Linked DNA regions of Sus scrofa: region 2 is linked to region 1. A link is a contact called in public HiChIP or PLAC-seq data. All regions are on one chromosome and are shown on one strand. Each heading gives the region's core, a stretch centred on a gene start, on an enhancer-like site or on the middle of the called end of the contact. The rest is flanking DNA. Distances are from core to core; before and after follow the strand shown. Region 1 overlaps FGGY (FGGY carbohydrate kinase domain-containing protein). Region 2 overlaps LOC102165506 (a long non-coding RNA gene).

Region 1 (7,030 bases), core at 1,952-4,451:
TCTGAGCTCCCGGGGATGTTCACACTTCATTTGTTAACCCTCAGAGGAAATATTGCTGGGGCTTTGGGAATATTTGTTTAATGCTGAAAACTAACATTAGAGGGGAAAAAAAAAATCTCAGCAGTTACTCAAGAAAAAATTGCAGTCTAATTGGAGTGAGAAAATTGTGTAAAATATTGGAAGAATAGCAGGCATTTTAAGAAGGGAAGTTATTTAGTACAGACTGTGAGTGGGTGTGAATTCAGGGAGCTGGGACAAGAAGATGGACCGGGGCTGTGGGGGTGCAGAGATGGCTTCCTGGGGACAGTCCAATGTGAACTGGGCCTCAAACATGGGACAGGATTTAAAAAGAGAAACTCTGAGAACAAAATAAAGCCACATGGATAAAACTAGAGATTCTCATACTAAGTGAAGTTAAGTCAGAAAGAGAAAGACAAATACCATATGATATCACTTATATGTGGAATCTAAAATATGACACAAATGAATCTATCTATGAAACAGACACAGACTCAGAAACATGGAGAACAGACTTGTGTTGCCAGGGGGTAAGGGGGGATGGACTAGGAGTTCGAGGTTTGTAGATGCAAACTATTACATTTAGAATGGATAAACAACAGAGTCCTACTGCATATCACAGGGAACTATATCCAGTCTCCTGGGATAGACCATGATGGAAAAGAATATTTTAAAAATGTATATATGTGTATAATTGAGTCACTTTGCTGTACAGCAGAAATTGATACAATGATATAAATCAACTATGCTTTAATTTAATTTTTTTCTTCTGTGCATACCTAGATTTTTTTTTTTTTTTTTTTTTTGCTATTTCTTGGGCCTCTCCGGTGGCATATGGAGGTTCCCAGGCTAGGGGTCCAATCGGAGCTGTAGCCACCGGCCTACGCCAGAGCCACAGCAACACGGGATCCGAGCCGCGTCTGCAACCTACACCACAGCTCACGGCAACGCCGGATTGTTAACCCACTGAGCAAGGGCAGGGACCGAACCCGCAACCTCATGGTTCCTAGTCAGATTCGTTAACCACTGCGCCATGATGGGAACTCCTAGATGTTCTTTTTAAAAAAAATTTGTTATAGCTAATTTACAATGTTCTGTCAATTTCTGCTTAAGAGAATACTATGAACAATTACATGTTAACTAATTAAAAAATTGTAATAAAAAATAGAAACTCAGGTTTGGGTATTATGGGAGTGAGGATAGGAACTAACCCAGAGAAGACACAAAATGGAAATGTCTCAGAGGGACAGGCCAGCAAATCCCAGAGAACTATGAGAAATGAGAATGGGTAAATGGAGTGGGGGCAGGTTGGACAGGACTTTGAAGGCCAGAGAGAGGCATCTGGGTTTTAGAACAATAATGGTGCTAGTTATGACAACACTTTGGTGCAGGACTGCTGACCCAGACACTCTAGATCTGTATCCTTCTTTAACCCTGCCAGTGCTTCCATGACGGAGGTATTGTCCTATTTTGCAGATGAGAACATTGAGGCTTAAATTATAGCAATCAAGTATTAGTGGGAAAATTAGAAATATTCCATAGTTTAATGGCTCAAGGCTTTTGTTGTTGCTCTCCTTCTGTAGATACATGTGCTTACAATTGGGGTTTTAGATATGCCCATATGGTACTTTCTTTGGCTCTGCTGGCAGAAGTGTTCCCACTTTCTCTGATGCTGTAATCCATCAGCAGTTGCTCATGGACTCAAATGGAGAACTCCAGGAATTAGAGGCTCTATACCACCTGGACCAGTACGATACCTCCCAACACCAGCAGGGGAAGCTATAGTGTGCTTTTGAGCAGGAGATGCCTTAATGAAAGGAACTACTCTGCCTACAAAGTCAGGCTGGGCGGGAGCTGGGAAAGACAGGAAGGAGGAAGTAGTATGAACCCACAGGTGTGATACGCAATTGTAGGTCCGCCTTGGATTGAACCAGAAGAGCTTAGGTTTGGGATGACTGAAAAGGACATGCCAAGAAGAGAAGGGCACATGGGTGTTGTCAGAGGGCTATGACCAGCACTGCTTAGACCTTACTACTAGACAGCCATGCTTGGGGAGCATAGCACTTGGAGCCTAAAGATTTAGTTTAAGTCCTGGCCATACTGCTAAAAATGCACTGTGTGAAGGAAGAGGGAAAAGGGAGGAATTCTTGCTGTTGGAGTTAGACAGCATCTCATGTATCATCTCATCAACTCTGGGAGGTGATAATAACAATAGGTGGTACATAAATCCTTCCGTGTGCCAGCACTTTCTATATTATCTTATAGTTTTTTCTACATATATTTGATCCTCATAGAAACCCTGAGATAGGGGGCATTGTTATTCCTTTGGATAGATGGGGAGAATGAGGCACAGAGAAGTTAAGCAGTGTGGCTATGGTCACACAGCTGGTAAATAGAGAAACTGAGTTTGAACCCAGGCAGTTTGGCCCAAGAGTCCATGCTCTTAGTTACTGTTACAGTCTCTAAGGCACGTGTACCTCAAGGAGGGTTCTGGGGTTAAGATTATTCCATCCCGGAGTTCCCATCGTGGCGCAGTGGTTAACGAATCTGACTAGGAACCATGAGGTTGCAGGTTCGGTCCCTGCCCTTGCTCAGTGGGTTAACAATCCGGCGTTGCCGTGAGCTGTGGTGTAGGTTGCAGACGCACCTCGGATCCCACGTTGCTGTGGCTCTGGCATAGGCTGGCAGCTACAGCTCCGATTCGACCCCTAGCCTGGGAACCTCCATATGCCGCGGGAGCGGCCCAAGAAATGGCAAAAAGACAAAAAAAAAAAAAAAAGATTATTCCATCCAACCCCTTGCCCTGCACATTGACACTCCTACCTCTACACCGCAGGGCTGGGGACCCCCTCCCCCCATCAACTGAGAAGGCTCCCTGCCAGGTGCTTCTCACAGCCTGTCTGGAAGCTTTCACTGACCCTCAGCCTTGGCTTCCAGCCGCACCAGTACCCTTGGTTCTAGCTTCCCACCCTTGTAGGATTCATGCCCAGCACCACACTTCCTGCTCCCCTTTTCTGAATAATTTGTTTTTGCCCTTGGGACACTTTTACCTCTGTTCAAGGTAAGATTCCAGAACCCAGAGTCCTCCCCCCATGCCAGCCCACACAAGTGGCATCCCCCTCAGATTTGTACCAGCTCCTGGGAACAGGACTGGACAGCTTGTTCAGCTGCTTTCTTAAGGGCCAGTCCCTGGCAGCTTTACTGGTCCCACCTGTTCCTGGCCTCACAGCTGCCAATCCATGCAGATGAGGCTATTCTGGGAGCAGCAAGAAGACTTATTCACTCTAGTCAAGTTTTTCTTAACAAAAGAAGTCAAAAGTCCTTTTGTTGTTTATTTGTGTTTTTTTTTTTTTTAATGTGCATTAACATTCTGCACAGAATACTGCAGCAGTTAAGACATGGCCTCTGAAATTGAAGGATATGTGTTCAAAATCCAGTTCTTCGACTTGCTTGTTGTATCATCTTAGGAAAATTGTTCCATCTCAGTTCTTCATTTGTAAAGTAGAGCTAAAAGAAGGCCTACCTTAGGTGGTAGTTGTGAGAATTCAGTGAAATGATGTTATGTGAGCACACATCGCAACACCTGACAAGCAGCATGTGCTCAGTAAGTGGCAGTGACTATCAGCATTATATTAAACATCATTATATTAAGTATCACTATGTAAAAGATCATTCAAGTCTCCCTGGAGAGATTTCATTCAGGCAGTTTTTTATTCAACAGGTATTTACCAGGTGGCTACCATATGCCGATCAATGCCAGGTGCAAATATAGGATGTATGTTTATGAAAGGAAGCAATGCATCTTAATCACTTCTTATAGGCCAGACACTGTTTTAGGCATTTTAGGGACATATTTCATTTAATCTTGATAAGGCCCTTGCAGGCAGACATTGGGCTGAGGTTCAGAGAGGTTAACTCCCCCCAAGATGTGGCCCCTGATTGGTTGTAGTTTTTGTTTGTTTGTTTTTTGTCTTTTTTCTTTTTGAGGGCCACACCTGTGGCATATGGAGGTTCCCAGGCTAGGGGTTGAATTGGAGCTATAGCTGCTGGTCTAGCCACAGCCCTAAAGCAACAGCAGATCTGAGCCACATCTGTGACCTACACCACAGCTCACAGCAACACCAGATCCTTAACCCACTGAGTAAGGCCAGGGATCGACCCTGCAATCTCATGGTTCCTAGTTGGATTTGTTTCCACTGTGCCATGATGGGAACGCCTGGTTGTAGTTTTAAATAAACCAAGATATTCTGAGATCAAGTCCCCACAATTGAGAGATGCGCGTTTTACTTTTGTACTCATGTAATCGAATGCCTTTGTTTATGTACCTTTCTGGTTAAAAGGAAGTTCAAAGGAAAGTGTTATTTATTTCATCCTTAGGGATACAAATCTCAGAAAGATTAGAGAGTTCTGTGCCTCTCATAGCAAGGGATGAGCCTGGGGGACTGTCCCCCAGTGATTGGGGATTTCATCATCCTACAGGATAACTTCTCTCCATGGCACTAGAGTGAGAGAGGGAGAAGGCAGCAAGCAAGGAGTTCCTATTGGACTCATCCAAGGCGTACTTTGCAAGTTATTTTGTTTTGTTTTTTAAATCAGCCCCAGTTATAAGCTTGCTTTTTGGATCCATGCCTTATGCCTCTAGCCATTGAAAGCCAAGTACGTCAAGGGAAAAATGGTCCTTCAGTTAGTTGAGATTTTATTCTGTTTCTCCTTTGGTGGTTTAAAACTAATTACAGACTCTGGGTTATGCCTACATGTCCAAAATGAAATGAGCATTTGAGCCAATTGCTTTAATAATGAAGAGAGGAAAATCCACTTTTCTTTCCATTATCTAAAGATTTTTAAGCATATGTAAGTCTTTTTTAAATTGAATTATGTGAAAATTTGGCCTCAAGCCTTCATTTCACTTTGCTCATCTAGAAACAGTCTCAAATTTTGTTTCGGAAAGGAGATGACATTCCTGAGACTGCTTCAGTGGGACTAGAGGGTCTAGTTGGAGCAGTTGTAGGCTATAATTATGATAAAATATTTGTATGTGTTTGGGGAAAGGAGGTATATTACAAAGCATGACCTTCATTTATGTTTTCATTTCTTTATTTTTTTTTTAAAGGCTAGAGAACCCAACATAAATTTCAAGATGATCAGTTTCCATTCATCTCATTTATTGAATCATTTATTTGGTTCTCACTTGGGCACCCGACACCCATCCAGCCTGGCACCCACTCCTTTTAAGATTTCATCTCCTGCTCTTCTGCCCCTTCTCTAGGCTGCTCCATTTCCCTGGCCTCTTCTCTCTGTCCACTCCCACCTCTGGGCTTTCAGACTTACAATTCCTCTGTATGAGATTCACTTCCTTGGATTTCTGAATGGTTCATCCTCTCATCCCCTTCTGATCTCTGCCCAAATATCATCTTCTCAGAGAGATGCCAGGCCTGCCACCCTATACAAACTGCCTGCTCTACGTCTGCCATTCTTCACCCATATCCTATTTGATTTTGCTTGCCTGGTACTTATCAATCACCTGACATAATATATGTGTATGTGTCTGTAGGTACATATGCATATATTATTTCAATCAACTCTGGTTTTAGAACAGCTTTGTATTTGTGGAAAAATTGTGAAATACGCAGAGTTTTCACAACCCCCATGCCCAGTCTCCCTTATTTTTAACATCTTACATTAGTATGGTACAGTTGTTGCAGTTGATGAGCTAATGTTGATAATGTTGTTATTAGCTAAACTTCTTACTTTATTCAGCTTTCCACAGTTTTGCGTAAAGTCCTTTATCTGTTGCAGGATCCCATCTAGGATAGTAGATTGCATTTAGTCAGCCTATCCTTAGGCTCCTCTGGTTTTTGGTGACCTTGACAGTTTTGAGGAGTACTGGTCAGGTATTTTGTAGCATATCCCTCAGTTGGCATTTTCTGACATTTTTCTGATGATTAGACTGTGGTTGTAGGTTTGGGGGAGGAAGACCCCAGAGATAAAGTGCCACTCTCTCAAGGATACGTACTATCACCATGACTTATCAGTGTTGATGCTGATCTTGATCACCTGGCACTGTAAAATTACTCTGTTTTTCCACTTTCCACACTGTTGTTTTTGGATGGAATTTACTATGCAGAGCCCACGCTTAAGGAGTGGAAGTTAGGCTCTACTTCTTGGGGGTGGAATATTTACATAAACTTGGAATTCTTCTGCATGGGAAATTCATCTCCTCATTCTTTCTTTCAATTTCTTACTCATTCAGTCATTTCTTTTTAAAAGTTTATTGAAATGTAGTTGAGCTACAATATTGGGTTAGTTTCAGGTATACAGAAAAGTAATTCAGTTATATACATATATATAATATATTTCTTTTTAGATTCTTTTCCAGTATACATTATTATAAGATATTAAGTAGAGTTCCCTGTACTATACAGTAGGTCCTTGTTGGTTATTTTATATATAGTAGCATATATATGTTACTCACAAATTCCTACTTTATTCCTCCCCCTACTTTTCCCCTTTGGTAACCATTAGTTTGTTTTCTGTATCTGTGAGTCTATTTCTGTTTTGTAAATAAGTTCATTTGTATCATTTTTTTATATTGCACATATAAGTGATATGATATGATGTTTGTCTTTCTCTGGCTCACTTCACACAGTATGATAATCTCTAGGTCTATCCATGTTGCCAGAAATGGGATTACTTCATTCTTTTGTACGGCTGAGTGTATATTGTGTGTATATACCACATCTTCTTTATCCATTCATCTGTCAGTGGATACTTAGGTTGCTTCCATGTCTTGGATATTGTAAACAGCGCTGCTATGAAAATTAGTGTGCATGTAACTTTTCGAATTGTGGTTTTCTCCATATATGTGCCCAGGAGTGAGATTGCAGGATCATACGTAACTCTGTTTTTCAGTTTTTAATGAACATCCGTAGTGTTCTCCTTAGTGGCTGTACATTTACAGCCAGTTTACATTCCCACTAACAGTATAGGACGGTTCCCTTTTGTCCACACCCTC
Region 2 (7,030 bases), core at 1,582-4,081, 540 kb before region 1:
TTTGTACCTGCTGCCGTATCCTCTCCCTGAAACCCTCAGAGCCTGTTTCAAGTATCTAATGCTGCCTAACAAAGCACCTCCCATACATAATGGTTTAAAACCACAGAAGCATTTATTTGGCCCCTAAATCTGCAATTTAGGCTTGTTGAGGGGGAACAGCTCATCTCTGCTTTACTCATCTGGGGAATCAGAGGCTGGGGGGCTGGAATCATCCTTGAGCAGCTCCCTCCACTGTGAGTGGCTTTTCCACATGGTATCTAGTGCACGGTAGCTTCAGGGGAGCCAGACATCTTAAAAGTCAGCTCAGGTCTCCTGAGGCATGTGTCCCGAGAGAGGAAGAACCAAGGAAGAGGTGTTTCACATTTTGGTGACCTGGCCTCAGAAGTCACATCACTTCCCCACACTCCCCAGGTGGGAGCAGTCACAGGCCACCACTGAGATTCGAGAGCCAGGAACAGAGACCCCCACCCTACTTCTCTGCATGAGGTGTTCCAGTGCCTTCGTGAGAAGAGCACATTGGAGTTCTCGCCACGGCCCAATGGGATCAGCAGCATCTCTGGAGTGCTGGGACGCAAGTCCGATCCCTAGCCCATCCCAGTGAGTTAGGTACCCAGCACTGCTACAGCTATGGCATGGATCACAACTGTGGCTAGCATCTGATCCCTGGCCAGGGAACTCCATATGCTGCAGGGTGGCAAAAAAAAAAAAAAAAAAAAAAAGATGAGCATGTGGGATGGGAGATATATGCTGGGGAGTCCATCTTGGGAAAGTATAATTAATATTCACACTTCCTCTATCTGAAAAACTCTTCTTATACTTCAAGACCCAGCTCAGGAGTTCCCCAGCATCTCAGTAGGTTAAGGATCCAGCATGTCAATGGTGTGGCTCGGGTTCCATCCCTGGCCCCAGAACTTCTGCATGCTGCAGGTATGGCTAAAAAAAAAAAAAAGGCTCAGCTCAAATATTCTCCTTTATAGAGCCTCCTCAGCTCTCTGAGGGCTGGTTACCGTCTCTGTGGGGCCTAACCCACTTTGTACCTCTGCTTTCAGAGCACTTAGCACCCTGAAATGGCAGCTTTGTCTGTCTCTTTCTGGAGGCTGTGAACATGAATGGTGAGTTCTTCAAGGCCTGGGGGTTGTAACATGGATTTCTATGCTCCTCCTGTTCAGTACCAGGGAGGTACTCAGGAAACAGATGTTGCTACAAGCTAGCCTAGGGGTTCTCATACCCTGGACCACCTGTAGCAGAATGCCTGTGTGCTGGTTCAAAATTCAGGCTCCAGATCTGCCTCAAACCTGCTGCACTGACTCTTGGGGGTGGGGCTCCAGAGCTTCATTTCATTAACTCCCCAGACAATTCCAATGGGCATCAACCTCAGCAAGCTCGTGTGTCCCCAGTGCCTATTACCATGTCTGGCCCATAGTTGCTGCTCAGTAAATACCTGCAGAATGAATGAACGAATGAATATTTTTAGACTGGGCTGGGTACACAAGATTCAGTTTGCTCTTTTGGCTAATGTGATGTCCAGGTCTGGCTCCAGAGTCAGATAAGCAGATGTCCCTCTACATGAGGCCCCGGTGGTACTGAATGCCCCACTGCCCTTAAACAGGTCAGCTTCCTGGAGGAGGTGTCAGAGCCAGTAGAAGGGAGAGAATTTGGGCAGTTGTAAAGCTGGTGTATGATCTCACCCACGACCAGAAGGCTCCTTTACTATCCCTACCTCCTGCTCATCTCCCCACCCCCACGCATCCTGTCACATCCCAGATCAGAACCATTCTGGAAGCAATATTTGCTCGTTTGACATTTGAAAATAGCATCAAGGAGGCTAAAGATAGCTAGGTTATAAGGAAGGTTAAACAGCTTGCCAAATGCCGCTGAGCAAATTTGGTCTTCTCCGTGTTGTCCAAAGAGTGCTTTGATGTTTTCCCTCTGTTTGGAGGAGTAGAAGTATTAGATGAAGGGGGAAGAGGATCTTGAGCCAAAGGCCACAGCCTTGGTGTGAATTTGGTGAATGGTAAAAGGGTGCGTGTTTCAGAGGTCTCGGTTAACAAACTCAGCATTCTCCAGCTGCCCAGGACAAAAAGCCTGACGTGGTAAGACCCTGCTTGCTGGGCTGCCTGTGTGGCCCTATGTCTACCTATGCATCTGGTTTCCACTGGGACCAACACAACCATCAGGAAGGGATTTGTCCGTTTGAGATAGTAAAATTCTAAAAATGCCCCTAGCCTTTTACTTCCTTTTCATTTCTCCCTGGCTCGCCCTCATTGTAACTGAAATGCCCCAAGCCCCAGATATGTACTGTGGATGTGGGGCGGCGGAGGCCAGAGCCCGCTGACTGTGGGGAGACATCGTGTTCCCCAGGGATCAAGTATCCACGGAGAGATCGGCGTGTCCAAGTAATAGTGCTTACCATTTGCGGACAGGTGCCCGTTCGCCAAGCTCTCTGCTAAGTTCCTTTCATCCTTTACTTCACTTATTCTCCCAGCAGCCCTATGTGTTAGGAAATATTTTGGGGCCCATATAAATGAAGATCTGAGAGTCGGAGGAAGACGTTAAGCAACTTGCTTCGGGTACCAGCTAGTGCTGCAGAGATGGCATTTCAACCCAGGGGCATCTGCTCCAAGCTTGCTCTCCTCTCAACCATGTTATATCATCTCCCTTTATAGAGACAGACAAGGGGCATCTTCCCCTGCATACCCTGCCCTGACTCCATTCCAGGCATCGCACTGGCTTCAGAGAGTGACCGAGTGCCCCTTGAGATGGGCAGGCTACGATGGCAGAGTCTCAGGGATGGACACTCAAGCCCGGTGACTCAGCAGCCCAGCCCACTTGTCTGACCTTTTCCATGTCACAGATATCTAATGAAACGGTTAGCCCTGCTTGCATCCTGCAGCCCTAGGGGCAAGTGGCAACCCGAGTCACAAGAGACGGACTGAATGTCAGAGTTGAAGTGGGTATCTCTGCCTCACCCTCTCTAAATGTGACCACAGCTGCCCATTCAGTGGTGGCACTGCTGTCACCGCCAGAACATGCAGGCAGGGTGCCTGAGGGGGCAGGATGCTGGTCATCTGGCTAAAAAGGAGGGTGGGGATGGGTGAGGCGGCCCGATTATGCCTGGCTTTGGTTCCAAGCTCTATAATCGGATTCAGGTGCTTCCAAAAGCTCCTGCCTCTTCCGAGCAAATTCAGTTAAGGGCAGGGGGAGGGTGCACTAATGGCTTCCACATTGGGGGCCTTTCAAGCTCGGCAGGGGTGGGAGGGGCAAGGAGTCTGACCTCACCTCTGAGGATAGCCCTGATCCATGGAAGGCAAATGTGTTCATTAAGTACCTCTTAGGAGTAAGGGTCTCAGGCCTTGTGGGCTGGATGCTGAGAATATGACAAACAAACAAACAAACAAACATAGATGCAGCCTGCCTGGAGCTTACACCCGGTAGGAGAGCCAGAAAATGGACCAGAAAATTACAGCCCAGAATGAAGAGGGCTCGAGGGAAGGACTGGTTCCCCATGTTAGTGGCTGAGACTGTGGGCTGAAGAGGAGCTCATGGGGGAACCTGGGGGTACCCAGAGCAGGGAAAACAGCCCATGAGAATGTGAGTTAGGGGAGGAGCGGGGTGGCCAGGGCATCGGTGCAAAGGCATAGCCATAAGCGAGGAATGCAATGTGGACTGGTTGGGAAAAACTTTTGGTCTTAAAATCCATTAGAAGAAGGCCAGAGAGATAATGTGATACACTTGGAAAGGTCATTCGGCTGGAATGGAACAAGATGCATGCAGGAAGACTGGTGATTTGGGGCAATGCCGGTGGTATCCTAGACTAGGGTGGGGTGGGAGTGGAGCCCATGGGAAGGGTAAATCTAGTTATGAGGCCAAATCAACAAATTATACGGTCCTTGCCTTCAAGGAGAAAACAATTCTAGTTGAAAAAACATTTTCTCCCTTAATTCATGCCAGTCTTACGTGACCAGCTCAGAGGTCATTGAGTTCAATCTCCTTTTGCATGGAGTCCAGTGGTTTGCAACCTGGGTTTGAACTCCTTCAAGGCAGGGAGGGAGTGGTGGAATGTTAAACAGCTTAGGAAAAGTCTGGGTGGGCAGCTGGCCTGGACACACGCTTTCTCGAAGTTCTGGAAACTCCTGGACAGAAGAGACTATATACCCTGCTGGCAAGGCCCCTGGCTCCAGGCAGTGGGGCAGTTTTGAGGCGACACCTATTCTGCCAGCTGCGATGGAGCAGACTGCTCCCCCCCACCCCCCACAGCAGAGGGGGGGCCGGGAGGTTGGCTGGAGCTGAAGGTGCTTTTCTGCCAACAGACCCACCCACAAGTGCTTGCTGAGTGATGGCTGGTGCCCAGCCTTGTTCCTGGAAACCGCTGTGATAACGCTCCCAGAGCAAGAAGCACCACTTGCTGACCTTCTACAGGGGAAGAATCCTCAGGAAAAGCTTGTTGAAAATTTAATGACAGCAATTTCTGAGGCTCGTAAAACTCTTTTAACATTTCTCTACGCTCAGACGACAATCAGTCTTCCCCCAAGTGAGGTTCTACAGCACCAAAGCACCCACTCACTCAGCATCATGCTTGAGGCATAGACAAGCCTGGGAGGGAGAGGGGTCTAGAGGCCAAGAGCCCCAACGACCTGGATTTAACCCTCACTCTACCCCTATGACAGTGTGCCTGGGTCCTCGCTTTACCTCTCTCCTCACCTCCTCTTCCGGAAAACAGGCATAATACAACCTATTTTGAAGGGTGCTAAGCATTAAATAAGAAAATGTTGCCTAGTCAAGTGCTCAGGAAATGCTAATTTCCTCTGGCCACTTTCTCTCCCTTTCCTATTCCCCAAACAGGGACACAGCCAAGGCTGCACAACTTGAAGAAATGGTGCCTGGCATACAGCATCTTATTCGGCTCTGGCTACTGTAACAAAATAGCATATGCACTGGACAGCTCAAATAAATAACAGACACCTATTTCTCATGGTTCTGGGGGTTTGGAAGTCTGAGAAGAGGGTGCATACATGGTCAGGTCTGATGCAGACCCTCATCCTTGCCTGTAGAGGCCCACCTTCATGCCACATCCTCACACGGCAGAGGGAGGGAGCTCTGCCGTCTCTCCCTCTTCTCATAAGGTCACCAATCCCACCCTGGGGTCTCCATCCTCATACCCTCATCTAAACTTAATGCCCTCCCAAAGACGCTACCTCCGAACCCTCTTATGTTGGGGGTTAGGGCTTCAACATGGGACTTTAAGGGGACACACACATGCAGTCCAAACACAGTGGGTCTGAAATAAACATCAGTTTGCCTTTTCCTCCACGTCAAGGCTCTGAACTATGGCTCTCTATCTTCCAGGTTTCCCTGTATATAGTGTCTGGTGCTTCCTGGAGACCCTCTTGGAGAATGCCATGAGGCCATGGAGCCTCTTCCCTGAAAATGCACATGAATATAAATAAGCACCATGTACACCCTCTTATCTAAATAGTTTTGCTTACAGTTTCAAGGAGTTCACAGGTCCCTGAAGTTCATCCAAGGACTCTAATTATAAAATGTGCCATAGCACCCATATGACACAAACTACCTTTGGCCACAAGCTGTGGATGAGCTTTCTAATTTCCCCAGGTAGATTATAAACTACATGAGATGAGGGACCAGCTCTTTTTGTTCAAGTCTGTATTCCATACAGTGACTGGAAAGAGGTAGGTATAGAGTGAATATTAATTGAATGCTTTGGTGGATGGGTGGATGATGGATGGATAGATGGAAGGGTGGTTGGTGAGTGTGTGGGTGGGTGAGTAAATAGGTAAGATGGATGAGTGGTAGGTAGGTGAACAGATATGTAGGAGCTCTGAGTGGGTAGATAAGTGGGGGATGCATAGGTAGATACACAACCGGATGGATAAGATGGAGAGGGGGTTTTCAGGCTCACAGAAGGAGTCAGGTAAGCTCCCCCCCCCCTTTTTTGCTTTTTTTTTTAGGGCTGCACCTGCAGCATACGGAGGTTCCCAGGCTAGGGGTTGAATCAGAGCTACAGCTGCAGGCCTACACCACAGCCACAGCAATGCAGGATCTGAGCTGAGTCTGTGACCTACACCACAGCTCACAGCAGTGCCGGATCCTTAACCCACTGAGTGAGGCCAAGGATCGAACCCAAAACCTCATGGTTCCTAGTTGGATTCGTTTCCGCTGCGCCATGACGGAAACTCCCTGGGCAAGCCCTTCTTGAGAAGATAAATTCATGGCGGTGGGGACCCAAAGGCTGGGGGACCTTCAGAAGTCCTGGCCTTCTGAAGTAATTCAGTAGAAAATATAATCTCTAGAGGGATCAGAAGCAGAGGAAGCGTGGAGGGAACAATGCATTCGCAGGCTGGGTCTGAAGCAGGACTGTGGGCTGGGGTGGGAGAAGAAGAATCTGAGTCAGAAAGCCAGGCAGGTAGCTGGACAAGAGATGGGGGAATCTCTGATGGAGAAAACAGCACTGGTACTGAATGGAAAACAGAAGCTCCAAGACCCACTTCTAGGGAAAACTGGAGAGCAGGCAGGACCTGGGGGAAGGGGGAAAGGGCTGAATGGGGACACAAGAATTCATGGCCCAAGGATTTTCTGAGTCACTCATTCCACAATTGTTTGTTGGGCCCTCCTGTGTGCCGGGTTGTTGTAGGCACTGAGAAATCCTAGTCCTTGCCATCAGACAAGAAAGACAGAAAGACTAATGAAAGTTGAAACGTACAGAACACCTACTAAGCACCTGCCACTATTCTGAGCGTTAAGGTGTCTCTCAACAACAACCATACAAGGAAGGTATCATTATCATCCTATTTAACAGGGAGGGAAACTGAGGCACAGAGAGGGTAAGTTACTTCCCCAAACTAACACAATTAGTAAGTGTGAGAATCAGGATTGGAACCCAGGTTCTGGAGCTGATGGGCTTCATCACTGTGTGATAGTGCCATTACACAGATGATTAAACAGAAGTAGACAGGTAAGGTGATGAAAGATGTGTTGGCAGTCTAAACTCTCACAGTGGATTACAAAAGGG

Evidence for each region. HiChIP or PLAC-seq counts read pairs in DNA pulled down with a chosen protein or histone mark.
Region 2: an H3K27ac HiChIP or PLAC-seq map of skeletal muscle shows a contact between it and region 1. The contact joins two enhancer-like sites. A contact is called at or near these places in 2 of 2 datasets of contacts at active chromatin or transcription factors (alveolar macrophages and skeletal muscle).

The regions. Positions count from the first base shown.
Region 1 is chr6:152,798,707-152,805,736 of Sscrofa11.1, reverse strand. The region is part of intron 14 of FGGY (FGGY carbohydrate kinase domain-containing protein); the gene reads left to right. Among named protein-coding and RNA genes, the nearest start is that of HOOK1, 93 kb to the right of the region's middle. Within about 2 kb of position 3,201, at least 3 of the 83 cell types and tissues checked have an H3K27ac peak or open chromatin away from gene starts, as enhancers often do. A contact at or near this core is called in skeletal muscle, where this site is marked.
Region 2 is chr6:153,338,387-153,345,416 of Sscrofa11.1, reverse strand. All of the region lies in intron 3 of LOC102165506 (a long non-coding RNA gene), which reads right to left. Among named protein-coding and RNA genes, the nearest start is that of FGGY, 130 kb to the right of the region's middle. Within about 2 kb of position 2,831, at least 4 of the 83 cell types and tissues checked have an H3K27ac peak or open chromatin away from gene starts, as enhancers often do. A contact at or near this core is called in skeletal muscle, where this site is marked.